Regions from separate parts of the Mus musculus genome. Here region 2 is linked to region 1. Evidence: chromatin contacts called from public Hi-C data. All regions are on one chromosome and are shown on one strand. Each heading gives the region's core, a stretch centred on a gene start, on an enhancer-like site or on the middle of the called end of the contact. The rest is flanking DNA. Distances are from core to core; before and after follow the strand shown. Region 1 holds the start of Abcg4 (ATP binding cassette subfamily G member 4). Region 2 overlaps Cbl (Casitas B-lineage lymphoma).

Evidence for each region. Hi-C and Micro-C count contacts between places; a contact is called where the count stands out from the background.
Region 2: a Hi-C map of bone marrow-derived macrophages shows a contact between it and region 1, with 36 read pairs. The contact joins the enhancer-like site here to the promoter of Abcg4 in region 1. A contact is called at or near these places in 11 of 39 promoter capture datasets (the 3T3-L1 cell line, the C10 cell line, the HPC-7 cell line and 7 more), 17 of 484 Hi-C or Micro-C datasets (B cells, CD4 T cells, ECoMG-derived neutrophils and 11 more), 6 of 115 datasets of contacts at active chromatin or transcription factors (SST interneurons, bone marrow-derived macrophages, embryonic stem cells and 2 more) and 4 of 9 other capture datasets (adipose tissue, embryonic stem cells, liver and 1 more).

What each region holds. Positions count from the first base shown.
Region 1 is chr9:44,286,987-44,289,510 of GRCm38.p6, reverse strand. It overlaps Abcg4 (ATP binding cassette subfamily G member 4), which reads left to right and starts at 1,267. Exons shown (of 15, transcript NM_138955.3): 1 at 1,267-1,497; 2 at 2,046-2,295. The coding sequence starts at 2,058.
Region 2 is chr9:44,167,897-44,170,420 of GRCm38.p6, reverse strand. Cbl (Casitas B-lineage lymphoma) reads left to right here. Exons shown (of 16, transcript NM_007619.2): 4 at 1,245-1,401. Among named protein-coding and RNA genes, the nearest start is that of Mcam, 35 kb to the right of the region's middle. Within about 2 kb of position 1,265, at least 28 of the 459 cell types and tissues checked have an H3K27ac peak or open chromatin away from gene starts, as enhancers often do. A contact at or near this core is called in B cells, the HPC-7 cell line, bone marrow-derived macrophages and 2 more, where this site is marked.

The DNA of each region.
Region 1 (2,524 bases), core at 18-2,517:
TCATTGGGGTATTGTCTATCATGAGGTATTGGAGATTAACTTGAAGAATAGAGGGTCCATCTGGAAAATTCGAAGATTGGTCCTGAGGAATGACCATAGGTGAGACAGGGATGAAGGGAAATTGGGAAAGATTGGATCCCAAACCCCCATGAACCTCATAGTCTCAGGGTGGGTGTGGACATGTCCTGCAGGGTCGCTAGTTTCCTGGGCTGCAGAGAGGTTTGGGCGAGGGTTGGGGGCTGGTGTTGGATTATTAGCATCTTCCGCTGCAGTAGCAGTGGAAGCAGTACCCAGAACCTAAGCCTACCTACCTCCTATCTGTCTCTGCATGTGACAGGCGGGAACTAAAAAGCTCAGGTCACGTGACTTACTGACCCCTTAAAGAAATAGAGGATAGGGCAGGCAGGAGCCAAGAGTAATTGAGAAAGGGCCAAAGCAAGTAGGCGGGGTGCGGGGGCGGGGGCGGTGTAAGCGCTCTGAGGACCCAGCCACGCTTGTAGGTGAGAGAGAATGTCCATGTCTATGAAAAGCCGTCCAAGACAGAATCTGAAGAGCTTTGTGTATGTATGGACTGCAGCCTCTTAGATCAGCCTATACTGGCTTGGAGACCTGAATCTGGCTGGTCGAATAGAATAAAGACTTTGATGGCCAAAGCAGGCTGTGACTGGGTCAAGGTTAACCTTGGAGCTGCCTGCAGGCTTTGTCATAACTACTATCCCCTGTCTCTTCATAACTAGTGTCCTCTTGAGCCCTTAGAGAGGGGGGATGTGAAGAGGCGTGAGAGGCTGTCTCAAAGTCTCAAGAATTATACATTCAAGTCCTTTGTACTTTAGGGTTGGGTGGGGCTGCGCTCCAAAGCTGAACTGCAAGAGATAAGCAATGAGGGGTTTGTGTATGCAGATAGACCGACAGCTTCCCAACCCCCCTGGGCACCTACCGCTCAAGGACCTGCCTCTCTGAGTAACATCAAGTCTCCCTCCCTTGGTGACCTCCGGGTTGACCTCAGTCCTAGGTCCAAAAAAGGGCCCCATTCGGGCCCCAACTCTGCAGGCATAGCTTTCACCACCTCCATCCTTGCTACTCGCGGAGTGAGGGGCAGTACGGGCCCTTTAAGAGCAGCAGGACCAGCGAGCAGAAGCTTGGAAGAGAACACTGCCGCCCGACTAGGTCCAGAGGACAGGCGCTGGGGACCAGACTACGAGAACCCGGCGGGTTCATCCAAGTGGGATCGCGGCGGGACCTCAACCATCTCTCCGCAACTGTGTCATCCTTTCTGACCCGAGCCCTGCCTTCCTCTACTGCCCGCCCTGGCCTAGCCCCGCCCCGGCCCGGGCCACCGGGACAGGGAGCCGGGGCGCGGGTGCCGCAGCCAGAGGCAGGTGAAGAGAGCCGGAGTGTCCACCTCCCGCGCCGCAACGCTGAGCATCCGGGTCGAACATCCCGGTTGAGCATCTCTGCTGAGCATCCTTGCGTCGCAGCGGCCGGAGACGCGTCAAGGTGACCAGGCGAGCAGGGGACAAGAGGGTCGGCTTGGAGGGTCTGGGGTCTGTCGCTGTTTGGGGGAACAGTCCGGAGGAGCGGGATGGGGAGGCCGGCCGAGGAGCGGTGCCAGTCCGTGCAGAGAGGGGCTCGGAGCCGAGGCCAGAGCCTCCCCCGGCCCACCCTGTGCCTCCTAGCTTCCCCGACCTCCGAGCGGGTGGTTACCCTCGCCCGGCCCCCAGGGACTGCTTGTCTGTGGGGTAAGGAGATTAAGGCCGCGGCGGGGAGGGAGGAGCGGGCACAGCTTCGATGGGCCAGGCGAGCAAGGCCAGGCTGAGACTGCCAAGGAACGAGGCGAGGTCGCAACTGAGTGTCACTGCACCACCGGGTGTGTGCTGCCCGAGTGCATAAGACCCGGCGGGAAAAGGGGTGCGGACAGTTGGGGGATCTGCCCGGAGAAGGAGGCTGGGGTGGGAGGAGTGGAGGCGGGGCAGCATCGGAAAGCTATGGCGCCTTGAGCAAGGGCTGGAGGGTCTGCCCGGAGCTAAGCAGGCCCTCTCCTGCAGGCCGGCTGCGTGATGGCGGAGAAGGCATTGGAGGCCGTGGGCTGTGGACTGGGCCCTGGGGCTGTGGCCATGGCTGTGACACTGGAGGACGGGGCAGAGCCCCCTGTGCTGACCACGCACCTAAAGAAGGTGGAGAACCATATCACAGAAGCACAGCGCTTCTCTCACCTGCCCAAGCGCTCTGCTGTGGACATCGAGTTCGTGGAACTGTCCTATTCCGTGCGGGAGGGGCCCTGCTGGCGCAAACGGGGTAGGTGGCAGCCCCATGGGACTCTCCCTGAGTTGCCTTTCCAGGAGCATAAGTCCTGGGGATACCCTACTCTGCGAGCTTTGTGGGCCCTAACCCTCACTGCACAACTGCAGTTGAGGTACAAGATCCCTGCTCCCCACATCTGCCAGCACTATGGGAGTTCAAACAGCTATTGAAGCTTTTTCTTCTAAATAGACCCTATGACCTCTCAATCTCTCAGTCTCTCTCA
Region 2 (2,524 bases), core at 16-2,515, 120 kb after region 1:
TCTCTTGGAGCTAGAGTTACAAGTGGTTGGTCGTGAGTTGCTAGATGTGGGTTCTGTGACTTGAACTTGTGTCTTATGGGAGAGTAGTACCTGATATTACCACTGAGCCAACTCTTTCGCCCTATAAATTATTTACTGTTGCAAACAGTGAGCAGGGTCATAATTATTTTTGTAAGCTAGAATCTCTCCTTAGTTATATAGCTAAGAATATTATTGGTAAATTGTGGAGTTTTACCTGCCCCTCCCACTGAGTATTGCATAATTGCTTTGTATGAGTTTATATTCTTCCTTTTTGGTGCTTTACAAGACAGGGTTTCTCTGTGTGAGGTTACGGGCTGGCCTGGAACTTGCTCTGTAGACCAGGCTGGCCTGGAACTCAGAGATTTGTTCTGCACAGCACTTGCCTAGAATCCATGCCCAAAGTTCAGTCTTTAGCAGGGGGAAAAATAGTACTAATAAAAAAATGTTAATGCTGAGCAAGGCATGGTAGTTCACACCTATAACTCCAGCACTTGGAAATCTGTTTGAGGCCAGGCAGCAACACAAAAGTTCCTGGTCAGCTTTTTTGCCCTCCAAAACACTAATGTCTGGCTAAAATTATAAAGATTATACTGCTGGTCTGACATACATAAGGCCCTGGTTCAGTTCCCAACACTACAAAAATAAAATTAAAAGTCTATTACGCAAAATAAGAACTGGTGTGATTTTCAAAGCTCAGATAAAGCCAGGTAGGATGGCGCACCTTAGTTCTAGCACTTGGGAGGGAGGGACAGGTGGATCTTTCTGACTTCTAGGCTAGCCAAGCCTACGTAGAGGGACTTCTTCTCCTGAGGAAAATTTAGTGTAGTGGTCTGCACCTCTCCTCTCAGCATGGTGAAGCTGAGAAGGAGGATGGAAAGTTAAGGCTGACCAGGGTCTCGATGGTAAAACTGATAAAACAAGGCATGACCTCATCTTTCTCCTGTACTTCTAGGGTGGAACAAATGCTGTAGGAAGATGAAAAAGGGATCAATATGTGATAGTTTTGGCCAGGAAACTGTAGAAAACCATCTCTGTTACTCATTAGGAAGTCAGCAGACATCCTTTACTTCCTTCTTTCTGTTCTTAGTCTAAATATAACTTGGCTTCTGTGAGAGAATTGCTGTTAATATTGGGAGCCTAATGTGTCTTGCTTGGTGTCATTTGATGATGGTAGTGTCTGCAGTTGCCTGTTCTCACCGTGCCTTTTCACCCATCCCTCCCAGGACGATAGTCCCGTGGAAGAGCTTTCGACAGGCCCTGCATGAAGTGCATCCCATCAGTTCTGGGCTGGAGGCCATGGCTCTGAAGTCCACTATTGATCTGACCTGCAATGATTATATTTCTGTCTTTGAATTTGATATTTTTACACGGCTGTTTCAGGTATGATTCTAAAGTCATTGACTAACCTGCTATTTTTCTAAGGAGAAAGCTCTTTTTAAAAAAAGATAAAAGTTGAATATGGTGGCTTGCAATTATAATCCTACCACTTAGGGAGTTGAGGCAGGACGATTGCTGAGTTCAAGGCCAGCCTAGGCTATAGAGTGAGTTAGAGGCAAGCTGACAGCACCTGCTGCTCTTTCAGAGGACCCTGGTTCAGTTCCCATAGTGACTGTAACTCTAGTTCTAGGTGAGACAATGGCCCTGTTCTCAGCTGTGGGCATCCTGCGTACATGTACTACTCATACATACTTGCAGGCAAAATATTCCTAGACATAAAATAAATTACACACACACACACACACACACACACACACATAATATCTCAAAACTCACTAGACATGATAGCACGTTTCCTGTAATAGCAGACCAGGGGAAGCTGAGGTAAGAGAATAAAAGGTCATGACTAGCCTGAACCACAAGGTAAGTTCCAAGCCTAGCCAGATATGTGTGTGCATGCGTGTACACACAGTCAGACATCTCAAACAAAACAAAATTTTAAATGGCTATATAATCTTTTGTCTTGTGTCTTTTTGGTTGTTCTTGAATATCCTCTCACATTATTTTAATGTCATAGAACTGACAGAAAGGGATATAGTTTATCCCTTTGGGGTAGGCAAGTGGTGGCAGAAATAGAGAGTCTATTAAAAACAAGGGAAGGGGAGAGGAGGGAATAGAGACTGTAGTTGGGAAGTAATATATGAGAGAAGAGTAAACAAAAAAGGAAAAAAAAAGAAAATATAGAGGAGCAAAAGTTTCATGCCAATTAAGAGAATCATCCCTACCTTGGCTATTTAAATTTATGTAGTGATCCTTTTTTTGAGAACCAAAATCCTTGAGAAGGTGCTCTGTGTTGAGAAGAGACCCTGTGCCCATGTTCTCCTGGATAAAACCCATATGCAAATACAAATGTCATCCAATAAGTTTGAGAGATACTTTTTAAGAAGATTAAGAAGAAAAGAAAGATAAGGAAGGCATTCCCAAGAGTTGGAAAGGTGCTGGGCTCAAAGCCTATCCTTTTATTCCTTTGATGTGTGTGTCCAACTTGTTTTTCTGTTGTTCAACT